Regions from separate parts of the Gossypium hirsutum genome. Here region 1 is linked to region 2. Evidence: chromatin contacts called from public Hi-C data. All regions are on one chromosome and are shown on one strand. Each heading gives the region's core, a stretch centred on a gene start, on an enhancer-like site or on the middle of the called end of the contact. The rest is flanking DNA. Distances are from core to core; before and after follow the strand shown.

Region 1 (5,365 bases), core at 1,144-3,643, 580 kb after region 2:
ACCTTTTTACTTACTTATTACTTGATAACGACTGTGTACACTTGCACAAACCTACGCGTTACAATAGCCACAAAGACTTCTTTTAACAGAGATAGCCACAAAGGCTTCCTTTTAATAAAGATCGCCATAGAGGCTTCTTTATAATAGAGATCGCCACAAAGGCTTCTTTATAACAGAGATCGCCACAAAGACTTTCTTTAATCAAAGATAGCCACAAAGACACTTCTTTAGGTTGCGCTACAAAGGCGTTTCCTTACAGATTACCACAAATGTATTCCTTATCAGAGATTTTCCATAAAGGCATTCTTTTAACAGAAACAACCATAAATGCTCACTTATATGAAAATTAGTGTTTTGACCATAGGATTTGCCTGAACTCACCGTCGTGAGGTTTGCCCCTCATTACTGGTACTCACCCAACAGTTTTTTAAATATTTTCTATATGATGTTGTAGCCCAGCCATGGTCTTACACTATATGGTCTTCAGAGTGCCATGGACTTTTTCTTTTAGAGATTTGTGTTTTTAGTCCCGACAAACCCCTTTAGACGACTCTGAAGACAGACACAGACATTTCATGCAGACTCAAACTTGACATACTTATTCCTTTTAAACTTATTCATAACAGACGTATTCATACTTACAGATTCACCGATGAAGCTCAAGATTTCTACTTTAGTATAAAGAACACTTTTTTTTGTTCTTCTAACCTTAAGATTGTAGGATCTTGAAGGGAAAGAAAGAGGGTTGTTCTGGTTCTATTGAAATACTTATCGGAGAAAGAAGAAAAACTCCCTTTCAATTCTGGTCACCCAGATTTATACAACCCTTGCCCATATGATAACTTGACATGTGTTACAATCCTAATCAAGCTGCCATATGAGTGATTCACAACTGTAAGGAAACGTGTATAAAAATCCAAAATCTTTTCATATTTTTGATTTGACCGATCGTTCATTTCTAAAAATATCGTTAGTGTATAACCTACACATTAACTAAACTCACTGGGCACACCTTAACCTTAGCAACATCCCTTACCACTCACGAACCCTTTGACATCTTTTTTCCAATTTCTCCTTTCACATGTACACATACTTTATGAAGGACATTCCTTACTTTAAATTTCCATTATTGCCTATGCACTCTACTAGCGCATCAGAACATCAATTGGGTGAGTAAGATCACAGCAACCAAATTTCCTTTGACCTACAAGCCAAGACTCAAGACTTCGCCAAGTCTGGGTGTTACAAATATCACCATGTGTTGTAATGTGAAATTCATATCTCTCAGGAACATGGTGTTCTCTTAAAGATCTTCGCGGTAGTTGTGTTTCTAAAACAGTTGATTGTTCCGCAACAACATGTGGAACCTGTTGTTGTTCAATCTTTGGTTCAATGATCAGCTGTTGTTCTCAAATTTCTCCGAGTTTAATTTTTTTACCACTTTCTTTTCTAAAGACAAATTCTTTTTAAAGGAAGACTTCTGTCCGAACAACAAACACTTTGTTCTTAATAGGATTGAAGAAATAATATTCTTTAATTTCTTAAGGATATCCCACAAAGATGCACTTTTAAGATTTGGGTTCGAACTTTGTAGACGTCTGACGTTTAACATAAGCTTTACAACCCTAAATCTTCATAAAAGACATACTAAGACGCTTCCCAGTCCACATCTCATATGATGTCTTTTAAACCGATTTAGATGGAACATGATTTAGTGTGAAGGCAACTGTCTCAAGTGCATGTCCCCAAAAGGAAGTTAAAAATCAACATGACTTATCATCGATCGAATCATGTCTAATATTTGTTCGATTTCTTCTCTTAGAAACTCTATTCCATTGTGGAGTACCATGAGGTGTAAGTTGTGAGACAATCTCACATTCCTTTTAAAGCTCAACAAACTTTAAGCTTAAGTATTCTCCTCTTCGATCTGATCGAAGTGCCTTAATATTTTTGCCTAATTGGTTTTGTATTTCATTTTTAAATTCCTTGAACTTTTCAAGGGCTTTAGATTTATGGTGCATAAGATAAATATACTTATATTTACTAAAGTCATAAGCGAAAGTAATGAAGTATTGAAAACCTCTCATGGATTGTGTATTCATTAGTCCACATACCTTATTATGTATTAAGCCCAACAAATCATTAGCTCGCTCACTTTTATTATTAAAAGGAGCTTTAGTCATTTTACCCAACAAGCAAGACTCTCTTATATCAAATTCTTTGAAAACAAAAGAATTCAAGAATCTATCTTTATGAAGTTTAGATATGCGCTTCTCAGTTTTATAACCAAAATGATAATGCTAAAGATAAGTTGATTAGAGTGATTTATTCTTGATTTTTTAAGTATTTATGGTATAAATGGACATACCATCTCACGGATCCACATTTATTTTTGTAGAGAGGTGTCCACAGGTACAAATATAACAAGCAAAACACGTATCTAATAAAAAAAAAAAAGAAGAAGAAGAAGACAAAAGCTAATAAGTAACTTCATTCCAAAGCCAAACCCGTGGGAAATCTTAAATATTGCCTCTCTCTCTCTCTCTCTCTCAAGTCTGAAGCAGTAAAATCGAAAGGATGGGTCAAGGGACACCAGGCGGTTTGAACCGGCAAGGTCTTCCCGGGGACCGTAAAGGCGACGGATCGAACAAGAAGGAAAAGAAGTTCGAGCCAGCCGCACCCCCTGCGAGGGTGGGTCGGAAGCAACGAAAACAAAAGGGTCCGGAAGCGGCTGCTCGACTTCCCACAGTAACCCCACTCAGCAAGTGCAAGCTACGGCTGTTAAAGCTGGAGCGGATCAAGGATTATTTACTAATGGAAGAAGAGTTCGTAGCCAATCAGGAAAGGCTTAAGCCCCAGGAAGAGAAAGCCGAGGAAGACCGATCTAAGGTCGATGATTTGAGAGGCTCCCCGATGAGTGTGGGCAATTTAGAGGAACTCATCGATGAGAATCACGCCATTGTTTCCTCTTCGGTTGGCCCTGAATACTATGTGGGCATTTTATCATTTGTTGATAAAGACCAACTTGAGCCTGGTTGTGCTATCTTGATGCACAATAAGGTAACTCAAATACAACTATGACCTGAATTTTTGAAAATGGAATTTAGAGTCCATGGTAGGTAAAATTTTCCAACATTCATGACATGGCATTTAAATTGTTTTCTTGTTGGTTGAAAACTGATCTGTGTGTGTTCAATTTTTTAATATACAATTTCTGAGTCAAATGCTTTGGCAATTGTTAGACAATGATTAGATTTAGTGGTTTTTTTTTCTTTTTTGACGATTATTGATTTATTGAATAGGAAAGAATTCATTTTCAAATTGTACCGGTAGAAAGTTGGGTTTTAATCATGATGATTCTTATATGGGATCAAATTTAGGTTTAAAAAATGATTAGAATCTTAGGAAAGAGCTCAATCCGGTGGTGTATTTGGCTTATCAACTTGGCTTGTTTGCATTCTTAGTTGGATGATATTATAGACTTTGAGAATACATTTCAGTTCTGTGGTTGCAATTTCTAGTTCACATCACCTTGTTTTTTAATGAGTTCATTCTGTTCTTGCTTTTGAGGCTTTTGCATCTATTCTTTCGTTAAATATTTTAGCATTTTCAAAGATATTATGGTTTGCCTCTAGCTGGTTCCCTGTTTTCGGAAAGAAAGTTTTATGCTCTCCTATTTTATGTGGCCTCTCAGGTTCTTTCTGTAGTTGGACTCCTGCAAGATGAAGTGGATCCAATGGTATCGGTAATGAAGGTTGAAAAGGCTCCATTGGAGTCTTATGCTGATATAGGAGGATTGGATGCTCAGATACAAGAGATTAAAGAGGCAGTTGAGCTGCCTCTTACGCATCCTGAATTATATGAGGATATTGGTATTAAGCCTCCAAAAGGAGTTATTTTGTATGGAGAGCCTGGGACTGGCAAGACCTTGCTGGCAAAGGTTTATATTCTTATCTTCACCTTCCAGTCTATCTTCTTTATATGGATATCGGTTGTAATTGTTGATGATTTTTATCTTTGTGCTTTCCTTTTCCCCTGTAAAATAAAAAGAAAAAGAAAAAGGGCATGTGAAAACTTCCAAAAATCAACATATGGAGCCATACATTTTGTTGTATGAGGACAACTGAACTTCGTAAAATGTCGATTATGTACAATTTTACTGGCAAGCATACACAGTGTCCTTGTAAATAATCCATATTGGGAGCTTCCTTCTTACTTCGCGAGAATTAACAACCGTTTCTTGGACTTCATCCTTCAGTATGTCCTATTATTATTATTTTTCTGGTTTCATGGTTAATTCATTATTTACGCATCAGTTAAATGAAAGATCTTTGTGTGGCTAGGTTCTTGAGTCTCAGGCTACGTTTATGGGTTTTTATTTCGCTTGCTACTTCTATGTGCATGATGGGATATACTTTATTTCATTTTTCATCATTTTAAGATAACATTAATGTTAGAATTCCTTCTGTGGCTTCGTAGTAGGTAACGCTTTTTGAATTGAGTTACTATGAAAAAATGAAATTACATGTGCAAAAAATCTCTCTTAGTATTTATACAATAGTTTATATATTCTGCTTGTTTATCCCCTTTATTTATTTGGTAATGGCCACTTTTATGACATGCTTAGCTTTTACTGGTTGGTTCTGGTAATGGCCACTTTTATGACATGCTTAGCTTTTACTGGTTGGTTCTGGTAATGGCCACTTTTATGACATGCTTAGCTTTTACCGGTTGGTTCTGCTATCTCATATAGTTCTGAGTATGTCATGTCATTTATGCAGGCAGTGGCAAATTCTACATCAGCAACTTTCTTACGTGTTGTTGGCAGTGAATTAATTCAGAAGTACTTGGGAGATGGTCCCAAGTTAGTAAGGGAACTCTTTAGAGTGGCTGATGATCTCTCCCCTTCAATTGTCTTTATTGATGAAATAGATGCAGTTGGCACCAAGAGGTATTTTCATGAAATTTACGCCTTGATTTAAGTTCACATCGAATGTTTCTCATTAATATGCCCCTCAGGTATGATGCCCATTCTGGTGGTGAACGTGAAATTCAGAGGACCATGTTGGAGTTGCTGAACCAACTAGATGGATTTGATTCAAGAGGAGATGTCAAAGTGATTCTTGCAACAAATCGAATTGAAAGTCTTGATCCAGCTTTACTTCGCCCTGGTCGAATTGATAGGAAGATTGAATTTCCTCTCCCTGACATCAAAACCAGGAGGCGCATTTTCCAGGTAAATAGTTGCATATCATTGCAACCGTACGTTTGAATACATCTCTCTCATTATGTGGGTCAAGTCTGTAGAGCTTGATATATTTAAAACTGTGGATTGCAGATACATACCTCAAGGATGACATTGGCT
Region 2 (4,985 bases), core at 748-3,247:
TTGATTAGCACAAGAGCCAAGAACATTGCAAAACAATAACCTTGCTCTTGTCAATCTCACTAGCTTTACGCTTCATGACATCCTTAGTTTCATTAATCTTGCTCTGCAATACCAGCTTGTGCAACTTCTCTTCATGACTCTCCATTTCACAGTATTGCTTAACCTGTGTGACAGTCACATTTTCCTTGTGCCCAAGACAAATGACTTCATCAAAAGCAAAGATCAGTTCAAAAGCAGTCTTGCCAATACCCTCCTCATCTAGAGAGTAAGAATACTCAGTTACCTAGAAAAAGTACAACAAATCAAGTAAATGCTCTGTTCTACTTGGCTCAGACAAGGATATTACAGAAAGGCTAAAAACTGCAAATGCCTCAAGTAACAGATACAAATGTGCCAAGGAATGAGAAGCTGAAAACATACAGGTAAAGGAACCACTACGCAAACAAGTCAACTTCCAACTACTTGATTTAGATCAAAGAAATAAAGATAACATAATGTATTATTTCTACATAATCTATTATGTTCAAAGATTAAATAAGACAGGAAAGAAATCTAAGAGAAGCTAAAGCATACCAGCTTGGAGAGCAGTCTTAAAGTCTCCAAATCTTCAAGAATGTTGCTCTGTTTGTTTGTTACAAGAAGCAAATAAAGAGCTTCTATTGGTTGATAAACATATCGCACATTCTCAGTCTCAACATATGTGTGTTGCTTTCCTGTTCCCACCAACTTAGGAAAAGCAGCAAGAAGACCTTCAATTCTTATGCGAGTCATGTCCACAAACTGCCTGGAGAGAAGCACTGCAATAAGAACAAACAAAGCACATGTAACACAACTGAATTTTGAACTTCAACAACTTAATTACAACAGCACAAGAAAAACAACTACAATGAGCCAACATGAAAGTCACCTTTTCCAGACTTGCTTACAATTGAAGCCGCAAGTACAACCTAAATTACAAAAACAAAAGGTAAAATCAGAGGTACTTCTATCTATACTTTTTATTATCTTTAATAAGGAGGGAATGAATTACAAGAAAACAAAGCATAAGAGACAACACTAGCAGCAGTGCCTACCAGAAAATGCTGGACATAAAAAAAGCTTAGACAAAACCATAGAAAAGAGAATTTCAACAACAATGGCAATGCTCGTACTGATAAAGTTAACAGATAGCAATGGAGCAAAAAGCAAATCATTCAAGAAAACAAAACATGGACCTCGTAATATCTTCAGTTTCTCCAAAATGAGTTTATAGTTTATTTAGTACATATATATTTAAAAAGAACTGAAATCTATTTAAAGGTATAATTCTACTAAAAAGAACGAGTGAAAAATGAAAATAAAGAACAGATCGTACCATCTTGGTTACCAAGAAGCAATCTACCCAGACAATATCAATTTGAAGCTTTTATCAGAAGACCTATTAAACAATGAAAATCAATTTAGGATAAAGGCGATCACAAATAAGCAGCGGGAATCAGGACAAAATAAATGGAAACGGATAGGAACGACCTATAATATAACAGTAAATCAGAAAACAGAAAAAAGCGAATCAGTATTTCTAAGTCTGCAAAGAGATCGACCACCTCAGATCTGTACATCAACATGCATATAAATTCAAATACCGATAACACAATTGCAGTGTTTGACAGAATAAAATGCGAATGCTAGAGGAATCACCGAGAGAAACAACAGAAGGACTGAATACAGCATTTCCGATTTAAAAGCGTATGAAACATAAGAAGGCAATGAAATCGAAGGGAAAAAAAATCAGATCTGACAATTTTACCCTCTAAATGGCCAACTGAGGTTGCGGAATTTAGAGATCTGAGATGGAGCTTACCTCGATCTAGTTTGTACTCTGTATCTTCTTCACTCTCGGGAGATCGATTCGTTGAGAACTCAAAGGCGAAGAAGGTACCGACTCGGTCGAGCATTATATCTGCGTTGCGGTAGATCCGTCGTTTAATATTCGGACCAACTTTGGATTGTTCGGCCCGATCCCTGAGGCCCAACGTGTTGCATTCTCGGGTTTTTTATAGCCTAAACTCGAAAATATTCATTTTTGTTTGTTTAATTTTAAATTGGATAAACTATCAAAATAGTCACTTTTGTTTGCCTCGGGTTACATTTTAGTCACTTATGTTTAAAATGTTACGTTTTAGTCACTTAAGTTATTGTGTTGTAAAATTTTAGTCACTGAGCTGTTACCAGTGTAACGGTAAGCTAACGTGGCACGTTAAATCATCATTTTAAACAAAATTTTTAGGTTAAATTTTACAATTGGTCTCTATATTTTTTCATTTTGAGCAATTTAATTTTTTTCGTTTATGTTCTTTTAGTTTTCCTTTTTTTTTCCATTCTTTGCTGTTTCTCTCTCTGTTTTCCTCCCTTCTCTATTTCTTTTAACGTAAGTCTTTATGTTTTCTATAAATGATGATTTAATGTGCCACGTTAGCTTACCGTTACACTGTTAACGGCAATTAACGGCTCAGTGACTAAAATGTTACAACACAATAACGTAAGCGCCTAAAACGTAACATTTCAAACATAAGTGACTAAAATGTAACATGAGACAAACAAAAATGACTATTTTGATAGTTTACCCTTTTACATTTTGGTTTTCGATGTTTTAATTGTTACAATTTTATCATTATCTCATGTTACAGGTGTAATGAAAATCACACATAGCACATTAAACGTAGACATGGATTTAATTTTTTAATTTTTTAATTTTTTAATTTTTTTATTTAGGCCCTGTCACTTATGTATTTTTTCCCTTTCTTTTTTCTCTCTCCCACGTTTTTTATTTTTTTTCCAATATAAATATAACTGAGAAGAAAACTATAACTTGTTAACATAATTGAAACAATGAGTACCTGTGGTTGAAATAAAAAAAATTTAAACATAGTTTTGATAACGTTAGTAACCGTATCGTACTAAATGAAACATCAATAATCAAAACGTAAACTTAAACAAACATAAATAATTATTTTTATAGTTTACCAAAAATTAATACACCATTACTACAAAATGGGTCCTCAAATAATGAAAAGACTTGATATATATTTATTTATTTTTAAATTGTTTCTTAGGTTTTAAAATTTCTTATGAAATTAAAATATAAAAACCAATAAATTAAAGAATAAATTACATAAATAGTCACTTAATTATCAAAAACATTTTTATTAGATCATCTGATTTTAAAAAATTATAAAATGACCACTTAATTTTTCTTTTAAAATTTTTAAGTCTAAAACTGTTAAATTCATAACAGTTGATTGACTTATTTTTTTTAACATTTACTTTTAATACACATCATTTTTATGTTATATAATAAATAAAAAATTATTAATCCAAATCACCTGACCTCCTCCCTCTCCCCTTCCCCTCCTGGCTCCCCCCCCCCCGAATCGTGCCAACATTCATAATCCTCCACCCAACTAGTAACCTACAATCATTCAATCCCAAAATTTCCAAAGCCTTGCTTTAGAATCTACTGCAATCACTGTAAACACATCATTAAAACACATCAACCCATGTTCATCATTTATATTTTCCAACCTTAACCTCCCTGAACAACTCTACCCCTACCCTTTAAGGAAAAAAAAAAGAAAGAAAGAAAAGATGTTAAAGATGAGACTAGCATCAACACCAAGAACATGAAACTGAGTATGGGTGGCCATGTTTCCCATGGATGTTAAATATGTGATATCAACAAAGCAAAATCAATAAGAAGAACGGGCAATGGCTGGCACGATGGGAGGAGAGGGGACGGTGGGGAGAGGGAGTCAGAAGAGGGGAGGGAGAGGAACAAGGTGGGGTGGGTGATTTGGATTAATAATCTTTTTAATTATTATATCACATGGAAATGATGTGTATTAAAAATAAATGTTAAAAAAATAAATCATTAACTTAAAAGCCACATCAACTAATTATTAAGTATTTAATGATTTTGGACTTAAAAAAAATAAAAAGATAAAGATGAATAATTATTTAATAACTTTTAAAAGTTACCTAACAAAAAAGTTTCTAATAAAAAAGTTTCTAATAGTCGAATGACTATTTATATAATTTACCCTAAATTAAATTTAAGAATATCAAAGTTGATATTATAATCAATTAGAAACATTGTTTAGTAATCAATTAAAAACATTTTAGCTCATGAATATACATTGCATGTTTTTAATTAATCCTTATTCTTTATGGAGAAAAAGTCCAGTTCGATAAAGGGGATACCGATTGAGCAAATCATTGTTTAGTAAATGATGGAAATACAAAATTTTTCCACTTAACAACTCTTGTCTGTTGAAATCACAATAGAGTTATCGAATTGAGGATAAATGAGGAGTGGGTCACGGATCAAAGACTTATTCATGCTCATGTTGTGGGATTCTATAAACAATATTTCACTGCAGTGTCTGTTCAACCACTTTGTAACAAATATATAGATTTAGACTGATATTTACAGGTGAAGAAAGGGAGATTTTGCTAACAGATAGATATTGAGGAAGCCAGTGCAGCTTTATTCTCCATGAAAGATCTAAAAAGCACTAGGGCCAGATGGGATACAACTAAATCTTCTTCCAAAAACATTGGTTACCGTCAAAACCTCTATACTTTGTTTTGTTTGGAGGATTTTGCTTCGAGTACTTTTGATGAAAACTCTTGCCAAGGTTTTTTTATTGCTTATTCCAAAGACGACTAATGTAGATAAAAGTCTCTCTTCAGACCAATTGGTCTCTTTAATACTTCATACAAAGTGCTATTAAAACTCGGGTTCATAAATTATGACTGATTTTACAAAAGAGCGATGGGCTTTTTCAAAATAGTTTTTTAGTTGGGAGGAGCATGACGAATAACATATTCATTACTCTAGATTTGTTCATTCTATGATGCGGATGCAAGGTTAACAAGGTGCAATAATCCTTAAAATTGAGTTACATGGGCATATGGTAGTGTGGATTGGAGTTTCTTAAATGATGTTT

What was found. A called contact is a pair of places that touch in the nucleus more often than the background predicts.
Region 1: a Hi-C map of leaf shows a contact between it and region 2, with 2.4 times the contacts expected there. The contact joins the promoter of LOC107913586 here to the promoter of LOC107913594 in region 2. A contact is called at or near these places in 2 of 34 Hi-C or Micro-C datasets (callus and leaf).

Annotation. Positions count from the first base shown.
Region 1 is chrD11:47,179,768-47,185,132 of Gossypium_hirsutum_v2.1, forward strand. It overlaps LOC107913586 (26S proteasome regulatory subunit 4 homolog B), which reads left to right and starts at 2,394. Exons shown (of 6, transcript XM_016842220.2): 1 at 2,394-3,060; 2 at 3,695-3,940; 3 at 4,782-4,951; 4 at 5,020-5,236; 5 at 5,339-5,365. The coding sequence starts at 2,578.
Region 2 is chrD11:46,595,705-46,600,689 of Gossypium_hirsutum_v2.1, forward strand. LOC107913594 (coatomer subunit delta) reads right to left here and starts at 1,998. Exons shown (of 12, transcript XM_016842228.2): 1 at 1,841-1,998; 2 at 1,355-1,417; 3 at 908-947; 4 at 574-797; 5 at 41-283. The coding sequence starts at 1,357.